Regions from separate parts of the Sus scrofa genome. Here region 1 is linked to region 2. The links are chromatin contacts, called in public Hi-C maps. All regions are on one chromosome and are shown on one strand. Each heading gives the region's core, a stretch centred on a gene start, on an enhancer-like site or on the middle of the called end of the contact. The rest is flanking DNA. Distances are from core to core; before and after follow the strand shown. Region 1 overlaps FAM171A1 (protein FAM171A1). Region 2 overlaps FAM171A1 (protein FAM171A1).

Region 1 (6,920 bases), core at 4,072-6,571, 83 kb after region 2:
AATCAGTAGTGCTTATCATAACAGGTTTTTCTGCAAATGCTGAGATGAGCACGCATGGCTGCTCAAATAGGGGCTTGCGGGCAGAGAGAGTGGGCCAGGCAGGGAAGGCAAAGTCAACCTGAGCCTTATGTAGGTCATATTCAAATTAGACATTATAGTTTCAACCCTTTTTCATGTTGTGTGGGAGTATTTAGTCTCCAAGCAAACTGCAGTCCCCTAGTGGCTCAGCAGGTTAAAGATCTGGCATCGTCACTGCAGTGGCTCAGGTCACTGTAGTGGCGCTGGTTTTCCCTTTTAAGAGCCATTTGTTTACATTTTGAACTCACGTTTCTTTATGTTTTGCAAATAAAAGCTGGCTTCGTTCCTGCTTGCTTTCATTCCAAGTGAGAAAGAAGCACCCTTGTGATTTCTAAGAGACCCTGTCAGATCTTACAGGTGAGCATAAGGCGTGTCTTTTTCAGCCTGTCAGTCTTTGTGTCATCATCCCTGGGGTTCAGCGGAAGGTCCAGGTTAAGCCCTCACGGCGCTTTATCCCCACAATGAACCTTACCAGCCAAATACATAACTAACTCTCTCTCAAAAGATGAGGACAGTTTTTCAACAAAGTAGTTCTTCTTGAAGCATCTCAGAATCTTTCCATTGTGCGAGATTTCACTCTAAAGAATAACTCAACTGATTTGAGGGTATGTGATCAGAAAACAAAATGCTGAGCTTGCATTAAGACTCTTGTTCCATGTCTGGTTTTGTGCCTCCCAAGGCCGCCTGTGGACTTTCTTCTAGACATAGTCTTCACATGGTGGGTTATCTGTTTGCAATAGTAGATGCTCCTGGTGGGGCATTGGGGCTTGTTGGTGGTGAGGAAGCAGAAATTCCTCTCATAAAAACACTGATAAGCAAGAAGGGAGGGGCACGGGGCAGGGAGGAGAAGGGATAGGAGGGAGGAGGGGAAAGGAGACAAAAACGTGGCTGTGGGTGGGAGAGTTTAGTCCCAAAGCAAACCGCAGTCCCCTAGTGCCTCAGCAGGTTAAAGATCTGGCATCGTCACTGCAGTGGCTCAGGTCACCGTAGTGGCACGGGTTTGATTCTTGGCCAGGGGAACTTAGGCATGCCATGGGCACAGCCAAAAAATAAAAAATAAAAATAATAAGAGCAAACAACTTTGTTCCTCAGTAGGGGACCTAAGGGCATCAGTGTTTTAGGACAAGCATCCTTTGATCATAGTCATGACCCTGAATTATCGTGAAAAATCGTATTTGACTTTATAAGGCAGGAAATAAATGATACTTTGTAGAATCATATGAAACTGCCTTTTCAAACTTTGGCAAATACAGCCCCAGTTTTATAGAAGAAAAGCTTCTAAACCATGTTCAGGAAATATCCTGGGGGATACAGGGTGGGGATGGGGGGTTGTCTTCACCTGTTCTCAGAGAAGCTTCTCTTTTATCTGTCTTATATTTTCACACCTTAATATAAAGATTCTACTTTGCTGTATGGCGAAATTGACAGAACAATGTAATAAGATTTCAGTCAGAAAAAAAAAAAAAGATTCTATTAAAGAGAAAGAGTTCTGGAGTTCCCTGGTGGCTCAGTGGGTTAAGGATCTGGTGTTGTCACTACTGTGGCACAGCTTCAATCCCTGCCTTGGGAGCTTCTGCATGCTGCGGGCACAGCCAAAAAGAAAAAATAATAAAGAGAAAAGAGTTCAAATGCTTTTAAAACCATTTGAAAACTGACGATCTAGAAATTTCAGTACTGCGGAATTCCCTTCCCCGGAGATGCCAGAGGGACCACTTTCCAACCTCATACACGCACAGTTCCAGTCACAGACACATGTCAGGGCTCCACTGGGCACAGATACACATGCGGCCACCAGCCTGCCTGCCCCTGACACACCCACTTCACAGCCAGCCACCCTCCCTGGGCAGCAGCAGCCATGCCTGAAGGCGGCCACCTGGCTGAGCCGGGTCCTACTGCCTGGACACCTGCACAAGGTGATCCACCTGGAGACTCAGCATGTCCCACCACTGCCTGGACTGCCCGCTCCTGAAGAGGAGCCTGAGAGAGTCAGCAGGAAGCCCTGCTATGCTTTTATGACCTTAGGGGCTGCCCGAGTATCTGGTCCACAGAGGAGACGAGCTGAACCTGGAGAACCCTGCAGGCAGTTGTGCTGACCCAGGCGGCTCCAGAGGCCGGCCCCTCCCAGGAGGCAGGTGGGAGGACTGGAGAGCAAGCAAGAGGCCTTGCACTTGGGGGTTTCTTTTCTGTAATTTTTTTTATTAAGGTGTAGTGTATTGGAGTTCCTGTTGTGGCTCAGCGGAAATGAATCTGATTAGCATCCATGAGGATGCAGGTTCAATCCCTGGCATTGGGTCTCACTCAGTGGGTTAAGGATCCGGCATTGCCATGAGCTGCGGTATGGATTGCAGACATGGCTCAGATCCTGCGTTGCTGTGGCTGTGGTGTAGGCCAGTGGCTACAGCTCCAATTTGGCCCCTGGCCTGGGAACCTCCATATACCGTGGGAGCGACCCTAAAAAGTCAAATAAATTAATAAAGAATAGTGTATTGATAATGTTGTGTCAATTTCTGCAGAACAGCAGAGTGACCCAGCCATACATGTGTATACATTCTTTTTCTCCTATCATCTTCCTTCAAGTTCTGCCACAGGTGATTGGATAGGGTTCCCTGTGCTGTACAGCAGGACCTCATTGCTTATCTACTCTTTTTTTTTTTTTTCCCTGCCATTTCTTGGGCCGCTCCCATGGCATATGAAGGTTCCCAGGCTAGGGGTCCAATCGGAGCTGTAGCCACCGGCCTACACCAGAGCCACAGCAACGTGGGATCTGAGCCGTGTCTGCAACCTACACCACAGCTCATGGCAACGCCGGATCCTTAACCCACTGAGCGAGGCCAGGGATCGAACCCAAAACCTCATGGTTCCCAGTCGGATTCGTTAACCACTGAGCCACATCGGGAACTCCTGCTTATCTATTCTAAATGGAATAGTTTGCACCTACTAACCCCAGTCTCCCTGTCTGTCTATGCCACTCCCTCTCCCCTCCCCCTTGGCAACCACACGTCTGCTCTCCATGTCTGTGAGTCTGTTTGTGTTCTGTAGATGCTCTTGGGGTTTTCTAAGCAGGAGCAACCTGGATCCTCCCCATCTGTCTGAGCAGCACTGAGGCCCCACGGGGGTGGGGCGTGCCTGCTCTTTGTACCGTGACCACAGGCGCACCAGTCACATAACTTCCTCAACAAAAGAGGCTCTATAGATGTCTGTTTGTCCTGCTCCGCAGTCACTGGTGACAATTCCCAGCACGGGCTCCTCGGCCACAAGTACAATAGTCTCGTATGTGTGTGGCTTCTCAGGTGGGAAAGCCTCCTCCTCCCACACTGTCGGGATTGCAGTAATGAGAGGCATATGTTTCCAGTACACAATTCATTAATTCTTGCGTTCCCTACAGCTAATTTCCTCCCACAAAACACAGAAAGCTTGGAAATGGCGTTTGCCAACAACAGCATGATTGCTGAATCCCAAATAAAGAAATCACCCTTTCTTCACTGAATACGAATACATTTTTACAGAAAACTGAGGCCAAAAGAAAGGCCCCGTTCCAAGCTGGCCTTGTTCCCTCTGGTCTGAAGGAGTGGGCTCCCCGTCTTAGCTGCACTTCCGGAAGGAGATCTTTCCTGCCAGACACACCCAGCTTTGCACGGAAGGTCATCTGATGTTATTTGGGGGGGTGGGGTTTGCATGTCAGGCTCTCACACTCAATACTATGGTGTTGCCATGCCAAGGATAATGCTGGGTGCAGAGGAGACAGAAGGAGCAGAGGACTCGGGCTCACACCAGCAGAGAGGATGTTGGGCATCAGATAGGAGGTTAGCAACTTAGGCAAGGTTTGCTTCTGGAAATTGGATCATGGAGGAACATGCCCTGGGGTCCCTGAGCCGTGGAAGACCCCTGCATGCTGGAGGGACTTGGAGTAAACGCAGGACTTGATCGTGAAGTTGGGCAGATTTTTGGAAGAGAGGAAAGCCATGTGTGGTAGGAACAGCAGTTGAGGGCAGAGTCACAGAGGATGTGTTGTGAGGACAGGTACGCGTTGGGAGGGCCAAGCTAGGAAGAACGGGGGCGGGCTGTGGGGGGTCAGAGCAGCCGTGACCTCGCCTCCTCTGTGCCTCCAGGGACAAGCCGGTGGCCTCCCATTGCTCCTGGCACTGGAAGCCCTGCCCAGCCCTGCCCAGCCCTTCCCAGGCTCCCTCCTTCCTGCCCCGCTGGCCTCCCCCCACCCCGGGAATCTTCTGTGCCTCTGTGGATGCTTGTCCTTTCTGCTCCCCCAGCCCCACCCCCCAGGTGACAGTCCTGTCAGTTCCCCAGAGCCCAGCTCACCCCCAGCCTTCCCTGCCCACCCCAGGGGCACCCTCACTGCACTCCCAGAGCGGCTTGTAGGTGCTTTTCTGGCTTTTCTGGCTCCCACCAGCATCACAGGCTGGACTTGGGGGCCTGTTAGCTGGGTGTGGGTGTGGGTGGGGGGGTGTCTGTCTGTCTGTCTATCTAGCCAATAGGCTCGCCCACAGGCTAACTGTGAGATGTTTGAAAAGGCCACTTCCACTTGGACTGTGGCTGCGTCAAAAGCCAAGGCAGTGTAGTCGGCCAGGTAGGTGGTTTGCCCTTGAACCAGCACAAATGAGGACTCGGAGCCTCCAGCTCTTTTCCTCCGGGTCCTTTAGCCTAATCCTGGTATCCGCTCCCCTTGAAGAGCAGTGACTCAAGAATCTAATCTGGGGGAAACTGCAAACCAAAGAATGCAAGCCGCTTCCTGGCTGATAGGAGATCCTGGCAGGGCTGCTCCTGTGGGAGTGGGGTGGGGTGTGTTAGTCATGAGCTAATCAGCGTGGGTTCCCCCGCTTCCCCAGGGGAAGCTGGAAGTGGTGGCAAACAATCCGTTCTCTGCCTCCAGGCAGACTTCCTGACCCAACCCAGAAACCCTTTAGCCGCATGTGTCAAACGCCCTCTGCTTCCCTTCCTCAGCAGCCCCCTGGAGTGAGTGATGCTCCGAGCAGCTGAACCATTTCTGGGTGGATGCTCTCAGCCAATGACCCTGCGTTCAGCATCCTTGTCCTTAGACTCATTTTGGAAACCCTCCCGGTCATGGTCTCCTCTAACTTGAATCTAAATCCTCCAGAGCCATGATTCAGCCTGTTGCGTTGGGGGCATCAGACCTCGCCTTCTGACGCCTGGCCTCTCCGGGAAGTGGGGGGGCGGGGATGTGCTGGGGAAGCATTGCTGGGCCACCTACTACATTTGAATGCTGCTATGGCAACTCATAGGCCCTAGAAGCTGTGCCAAGTATTGTTTCTTTCCTGCAAGGGGAGTGAGCCACTCTTGCCACCTCGGTGATGTGTATACCTAGGAAAGATGGGGGTGGGGGAATATTTGGTGCACAACTGGTGCATTGAGGCCCAGGGTGGGCAGGATTCCACGTGGCCTTGTCAGGGGGCTGGTGATCCTAGGAGGAGCCCCATGTGAGTGCCCAGTGTCTCCGGGCTGGTGGGTCGGGTGGGTGCGCCCACACCATGGGGAGGCCAGGTCAGCACACTCTTGCCTCCTGGGCCTCAAAGCAAAGTTTTCTGCGGGCGAGACAGGTGACAGCCGCATGGGCCCTTGGGCGATGCGGCCTGCTCCTGGAAACCTTACAAAGTGAAAAGATTATCAAAGGCTGGCAAGTTTTGTAGGACACACAGCAGGGCTGAGTGGAAGAAATAGCACTGGGCTTGAAGACAGACAGACAGACGGACCTAGGCTGCCCTGCTCTGTTCTCTACCCCAAGGCCTCAGAAGAGTGCCGTGTCTCACCCATCTCCAGCGTCCTTGTCCAAACGGGGAAAATAAGTCCTACTCGGGAGGGTGGTTGTGACAACTATGGATAACGTACACACAAAACACATAGCCGTAACCAGCCAGCTCACAGTGGGTACTCGTTAATGTTAAAGACTAGTTAAAGTAGTGACGGAAAGACAGCACCAGCCTGGACTTACTTAGTGTCTCCCAACCTTAGAGCCAACAGGAAGCTTCTTAAAATACTCACCTAAGCCAGGGTTACGGGTTAGAATCTGCCCATAAGAGGGAACCAAGGAATCTGTATATTGCATTTTTAAAACTTCCCCAAGCAACTCTGATGTCACCAGTCTGTGATTCCGGAGAGGAAATCCGTTTATTTGCTGGAGGATGAAGCATAGCCACAGTGCCAGAGTTTTCCCTCTTCTTTCCCCGCCCCCTAACCGTTTCCAGGCTGTACCTTGATTCTGTTTCTAAACTCCAGAGGCTTCTGGAGGAGCTCGGCCAAGATGGCATAGTCGTAAACTGGAAAGGCTTCTGCTATAACATTTTCCGTGTTTGGAAGCGGGGATGTGCATGCGATAAAGGAGCTGAAAGTAATTGAGTCAGAAAGGCCAAGAACATAGTCCGACTCTTTCCTGAAAGGTAGGGAAAAGAATTCCTGCAGAGGAGTTTGCATCGTGGCTCAGTGGAAATGAACCCAACTAGTATCCATGAGGGTGCAGGTTTGATCCCTGGCCTTGCTCAGTGAGTTAAGGATCCGGCATTGGCTTGAGCTGTGGTGTAGGTCACAGACTTGGCTTAAATCTGGTATTGCTGTGGCTGTGGTGTAGGCTGGCAGTTGCAGCTCTGATTGGACCCCTAGCCTGGAAACTTCCCTCTGCCGCAGGTGTGGCCCTAAAAGGACCAAAAAAAAAAAAAAAAAAAAAAAAAAGAATTTCTGCAGAAAGCAGAATGCAGTCCCTCCCTGATAGCCTGACCCCTTGGGCTCTCGAATGGGTTGTAAACATGACACTTAAGGTGATCTGGACTGTGCTTTTAAGCCTCAAAGAGGAGTTGAGCAGGCCTCCGGCTGAAGTG
Region 2 (6,513 bases), core at 78-2,577:
TGTGTACATCTGTCACAGTTCATCCAACTGTACCCTTAAGATAGGTGGACTTTATTGCATCCAAATTATACCTCCATCAAGTTGGTTTAAAAAGGCCCGGAGGGGAGTTCCTGTCATAGCTCAGGGGTTAAGAACCCGACACAGTGTCCGTGCAGATGTGGGTTCAAACCCTGGTCTCGCTTAGGGGGTTAAGGATCCGGCGTTACCGTCAGCTGTGGTGTAGGTCACAGATGCAGCTCAGATCTGGTGTCGTTGTGGCTGTGGTGTAGACCGGCACCTGCAGCTCTGATTTGATTTGACCCCTAGTCCAGAAACTTCCATATGCCACAGATGTGGCCCTAAAAAGAAAAAGGCCTGGAGGTACCCTCTTTCCCTAATCCCACAGCAGAGTGATGGTGAGGACAGACAAGGCCCGACCACAGCACAGGGCACACAGGGCACAGCACACAGCACAGCCTGGACTCCAGGGGGAGAGGAGAGAGACTTAGCCCTGGGGGCGCTGGTGCAGCTCCTTTCCTGCTGCTGTAGCCTCCCAGGCTTGGGGGCCGGGGTCGGGGGTGGGGGGGGCATCCAGGGAGGGGGAGGAGGCAGGGTCCACACCCTCCCTGACCTTTCCCCCAGGTACCCGGGAAGGGGAGGCGGGCTTTGGGGGCTGGGATGGAATGCCTTCCTCTGCTCCAGGAATGAATGAGGTCGGGCCGGAGTCCCTGGAACGCTTTCCCCGGGAATCGCTGATTCTCGCACAGCGCTGCCTGCCACGTTCCGCCTGTGGTGTTGGGTCTCTGGCCAGACCCAGGAAACCTCTCCCTTCTATAGTAAACATGGTTCACGCTCCAGATGATGGTTTTCCCCACATTGCTGGCCTCAAAAAAAGACTTGCACATAGGCCAGGCTGCACCAGTTCCCATCTGCAAGGGTCCCCGTCTGCGGGGCTTTTCACCATGAGTGTTTGGTTAATCAGCTAAATGAAAGAATTCTAAAACATGCCCAATGGCCTTCTCTTTTGTGTCGGTGCCAATGACATCACGATCTCAGCGACGATGATGGCGTGAATTCAGGCCCGTGCTTTTATCCCGTTGTATGTGGCCTCCGGTGCGGAAGCCCCTTCCAGTGACAGGGTGGTGGTCTGTCCTACCCTGTGATCGGACGCCTGGAACCTCACCCCTCCCCCTCCGCGTCATCGGGTTTTGGCAGCGGGAGTTGGCTTCTCTGGTTCCGATCAGGGAAGCATATTGTCAACAGGAAATATCTGTCAGCGAGACAGAGAGGACTTCAGACCAGATAGTGGGAGGAGAGGCCAGATTCCTGCGTGTCCTGGCGTTCAGCTCTGGGGATCAAGGACATAGGGAAGGAGCCACTCCTGTTGGCTCAGAGTGTGGACGCAGTGCGGTTCTGCTCTCTTCTGGCAAGAACCGAAGTGCCCTCTTTTCAGAACAGTGGAGGCTAACTTTCCTGAGATCATACACTCCTACAAACCCATAAATGATTCTTTTTCATTTTTTCCAAGTTAAGAATGACAGTGTGAAGACTGAATGGAATTACTGGCTCAGGAAGGCTGTCCTTTTCTTTACCCTGGGAATGTTTATTTATGCACCTTAATTTTCCTTTTAGTGGGGATGTGCTTTATTATGAAAGACTTGGAGGAGTTCCTGTTGTGGCTCAGTGGGTTACAGACTCGACTAGTATCCCTGAGGATGCAGGTTCGATCACTGGCCTTGCTCAGCTAGGTAAGGATTTGGTGTTGCCATGAGCTGCGGTATAGGTCACAGATATGGCTCAGATCCTGCATTGCTGTGGCTGTGGTGTAGGCCAGCAGCTGTAGCTCCAATTGGACGCCTAACCTGGCAGCCTCCATATGCTGCAGGTGTGACCCCCAAAAGCAAAACAAACAAACAAATAAATAAATAAAAGACTTGGAGTTCCCTCGTGGTGCAGTGGGTTAAGGATCCAGCCTTGTCACTGCTGTGGCTCTGGTGATAGCAGTTGCTTGGTTTCAATCCCTGACCTGGGAACTTCTGCATGCTTGGGCACAGCCAAAAAAATAATAAATAAAAAACTTGGAAATAGGCAAAAGCACAGAAGTTGAAAATCTACAAGTACCTAGATCTCCTATGCTTAAAAATGGTCAGTTTCTCTTTTCCAGTAAAGTTAACTTGTTACAGTGTATCTAATTGATGTCTACAGTGTATCTAATTGATGTTGAAGCCCTCTGTGGTTTAGATATTATCTTCTCCCAATTCTTGCTGGATCCTTAGGAGGAAAGCTGAGTCTTCCTCTTTGACACCCTATGCACTTGTTAGGGTAATGAGGAGAGAGAAGTTACAGAAGGGAACATTTTAGGTCAGGAAAAGGAAGGATTTTCTAACATCCACAGCTCTCATCCTGGAATAGGCTGCCACCTGGGTCAGGGAATTCGAGGGCATTTCCGCCCCAGAGCAGAGATTCTCCTTCCAAGGACACTGAGGTCTCCCAGATTCCCTTTTTCCAGCTGATGATTCCTGGCACAGAGAGGAGGTTCTAGCATCGCAAAGCAGCGCCTGCTGATCAGAGTAGAAATTCCAAGGTGGAAGAAGCACATTCTTCTCAAGGGCTATAAGACTCCAGAACCCTGGAGCTGGTCCCCCAGACCCGTGCTCTGTTCCCGGCATCCAGGGAGGCACAGAGCTCACGCCAGAATGAAGTCACCCCTCTGCTTGCTTCATCAAGAACATCTTGCTCCAAAAGCAAAAACGTGCTGAACTGAGAAGAGTAGCTGATTTGCATGCCGGTGCCAGATTTTTTTTAAAAGTCAGAAGTTCAGTTTGCACGGTTAGTGCAACTTCAGTTTGAACCTCAGCCTGGAGGCACAGACAGACAGGGGAAGGTCTCAGAGAAGGCGGTGCTCTAGGCCCCCTGCCCTCTCCAGCCTCTCTGTACCAGGCTCCAGCCAGAGCAGTCACCACATTTGCCTCCTTGCTGTAGTGTTTTGCAGAGGGGACTCTAAGGCCAAACAGTCTTGAAAACAGTGGACTCATTTCCCAGCTCAGCAGCGCACATTGGGGGTGGGGTGAGGCTGACATGTCAGGAGAAATAGCGCCTCGGGTCTAACCTCGCCTCTTTCGACCTTGAGTGTGCTTTCCTCCTGTTGATCTTCCTTGAGCGCTTTTATAAGCAGGGGGCTCTTCGTCTCCCTCTTTGCTGGCCTTCTGATCTGCTCAGACTCGAAAGGCAGTGCTTGAATAACAGGCAGCTTTGGGGGCCTAGAACGTGCACCAGACCTAGCAGATGTGAGCCAAGGTTTCTGTCTAAGCCCCCAGAGCAGCATTTTAGAGCTTATTTGAGGTGGTGGGATCCCAGGGTGAATGGCAATTATGCTTTATTTACTATTGCCCCCCCCCCTCCTTTTGTGGCCACATATGCGGCATGCAGAAGTTCCTGGGCCAGGGATGGAACCCGAGGCATGGGAGCGACCCAAGCAGCTGCAGTGACAACACTGGATCCTTAACCCATTGTACCACCAGAGAATTCCTACTGTTCCTTTTTAATGACAAGAGGAAGATCACATCTGTTTTTAAAGGAGGAAACAAAAGCATTTGCACAGAGGTTGCATCACACAGACTGGAGCCTTTATATGCCATTACCTACTGCTGAAGCCAAAGGACCCAAAATAATTAAAAGAGAATACAGGTTTAATTTTTTTTCTATCTTCTCCATCCATTCCAACTTACTGAAATGTTAAATACAAATGGAAATTTTTGAAATGCTGGAGTTTTCCTGTGGCGCAGCAGAGTAAGGATCCAGCATTGTCATTGCAGCAACCCAAGCCACTGGGGCAGCGGGTTTGATCCCTGGCCCAGGAACTTGTACAAGCCAGTGGATGTGGCCAAAAAAAAAAAAAAAAAAAAGCTTTGAAATGCTGCATCGAGATTATATCTGTGCTGGCAGAAGGCTTGTCGCATATTGTGCTCATAAAAGCACAAACGCCTGCTCAGTCGTCAAACAGGAATGCTTAGACTTGCAGTTTGAAAATAGGTGGCCTGTTCTTGAAAGGGAAGTCGCTAGTTGTAAATGTGTATTGTTTTAGGGAACAGGGAAGACCCGATGAACTGTAAGTGCGTGAAAAGATGACGCTCAGAACAAAAGTGCATCAGGGCATCCTCCATCCTGGATCCCTCAGGTTCCCTGAGCCCAGTGCTACCTGGACTCTGTTCCTCCTGCGGTTAAGGTCCATCCTGCTGGAAACCATTGGGAGCTGCTTCCCAGACCCTCGGAGGTAGAGAGGGAGAGAGAGGATTTCTGGAGGATTGATGCTTAAAGACCCACCAGGTCTTTAAGAAGAAAGGTTTGTTTTAAAGTCAGGCCAGCTGAGGAGAGCTTCTAGAGGGCTTTTAGGGTAGAGGCGCAGCCAAGAGGGAGCAGGCTGCTGCTTCTCTGCAGACCTGGCCCAGGCCCGTCACAGGGTACCACCCTGCCGGGCCACAAAACCAGTCCAGCTTGCCTCTTAACTCTGCTGTTTTTAGGGTATTTTTAAGCTTTTTAGGTCACACTTACCTTTACTGTAGGCAGGGGACATCACCTGCTCTGTGTCATGAGATTCTTACCAATATCAAATAATAGGACCTATGTTCTTTCGAAACTGTAACATCCTCTCTCTCTCTATATATATATATATATACACACACATGCGTGTATATAAATATATATGTTATAAAAATGACATATATAAAATATGTATTATATATAAATGATATATATACATATTATAAAAATGATTTTGTAGTACAATTTCCCACCAGATTCCTCCCTGGCCAAACTCATTCCCTTGATCTATACCTGCTCCACACAGTCATGACAATAGAAATTGGAAACAGGTCATTCTTTTTTTTTGACTTTTTAGGGCCACACCCGTGGCATATGGAGGTTCCCAGGCCAGGGGTCTAATTGGAGCTGTAGCCACCGGCCTACGCCAGAGCCATAGCAAGCAGGATCTGAGCCGCATCTGTGGCCTACACCACAGCTCATGGCAACACCGGATCCTTAACCCACTGAGCGAGGCCAGGAATCAAACCCACAACCTCATGGTTCCTAGTCGGATTCATTTCTGCTGCGCCACGACAGGAACTCCCCAGGTCATTCTTTTACATATTTGGTCATTCAAGGCCAGAAGGAAAATTTAAATATCAACTATGATTGGCTGATGGAGACCGTCTCTTAACCGTCAGCATGGCTGGCCCCAGACCTAGACGACAACTTTATTTTTGGTGCTTGAAGAACAAACCCCAGAGACCTACCCAAGTTAGAGTTCAGAGTTTAGAAATGAAACATACCTTTTATCTTCTTTCCTCCAAACTGAAGATGTACCCTATCACTAAGCAAAAATATAATGATCACAGAAAGCTCTCTTCATTAACATAGTAGCATTTTCCTGTGTTTTTCATTAAAGCATTAAAAATGCAGATTTCCTTCATGTCTGAAAGCAAGCATTTAGAAGTTAGATGCGGAGTTCCCATTGTGGCTCAGTGGGTTATAAGGACCCAGTGTTGTATGAGAATGCAGTTGCCATCCCTGGCCTCACTTGTGCGCTAAGGATCCAGTGTTGCTGTGAGCTGTGGCCTAGGTCACAAATGTGGTTCAGATCTGGTGTTGCTGCGGCTGTGGCGTAGGCCTGCAGCTCCTGCTCCAACTCGACCCCTAACCCGGGAACTTCCATATGCTGCAGGTGCAGCTGTAAAAAGAAAAAAAAAAAAAAGGTAGATTCTTCACTTCCAAAAATTTAATTTTCTTTGTGGAGTTTTGTTTTTTTTTTCTTTTTAGGGCCACACTTTCGGCACATGGAGGTTCCCAGGCTAGGGGTCTAATCAGAGCTGTAGCCGCCAGCCTATGCCACAGCCACAACAGCATCCGAGCCTCATCTGTGACCTATACCACAGCTCATGCAACACCAGATCCCTGACCCACTGAGCAAGGCCAGGGATCAAGCCAGCATCCTCATGGATACTAGTCGGATTCATTTCCACTGTGCCATGATGGGAACTCCTTCTTTGTGGATTTAAATTCACATTCTGATTCTGTCGTGTCAGTGGTTACGAATCGACTGGGACATGAGGTTGCGGTTCGGTCCTGCCTTGCTCAGTGGTTAATGACCGATTCAACCCTAGCTGGAACCTCATATGCGCGGAGCGGCCAAGAAATAGCAAAAAAAAAAAAGACCAAAAAAATAAATAAATAAATAAATAAATTCACATGCTACTGAATAACTCATGTTAAACATGGGCAATACTGCGGTTTGTTGGTATGTAGCTTTTGAAGTGTGAGTTGTGAGCACACATTCAGTTTACTGTACACAGCAGTTATTTCAGTAAATATGTGCTTTGAAAAATAACGCACACTCCACTTCTCTTTACCACTGACATGTATTATATTCCTATTTAAGTTATCTACTGCCATTAATTTATTGCTCACAAATTACATAATAATAAAGAAAGAGCAAGGAAACAGAACATTCAAAGTTTAAAGTAGGACCAGATTTGCAAC

The links. Hi-C and Micro-C count contacts between places; a contact is called where the count stands out from the background.
Region 1: a contact with region 2 is called in a Hi-C map of liver, with 20 times the contacts expected there. The contact joins two enhancer-like sites. A contact is called at or near these places in 9 of 47 Hi-C or Micro-C datasets (embryonic fibroblasts, heart right ventricle, liver and 3 more) and 1 of 2 datasets of contacts at active chromatin or transcription factors (skeletal muscle).

The regions. Positions count from the first base shown.
Region 1 is chr10:46,586,665-46,593,584 of Sscrofa11.1, forward strand. All of the region lies in intron 5 of FAM171A1 (protein FAM171A1), which reads left to right. Among named protein-coding and RNA genes, the nearest start is that of NMT2, 57 kb to the right of the region's middle. Within about 2 kb of position 5,322, at least 27 of the 83 cell types and tissues checked have an H3K27ac peak or open chromatin away from gene starts, as enhancers often do. A contact at or near this core is called in liver, mesenteric adipose tissue and retroperitoneal adipose tissue, where this site is marked.
Region 2 is chr10:46,507,489-46,514,001 of Sscrofa11.1, forward strand. The region is part of intron 1 of FAM171A1 (protein FAM171A1); the gene reads left to right. Among named protein-coding and RNA genes, the nearest start is that of FAM171A1, 61 kb to the left of the region's middle. Within about 2 kb of position 1,328, at least 31 of the 83 cell types and tissues checked have an H3K27ac peak or open chromatin away from gene starts, as enhancers often do. A contact at or near this core is called in liver, mesenteric adipose tissue and retroperitoneal adipose tissue, where this site is marked.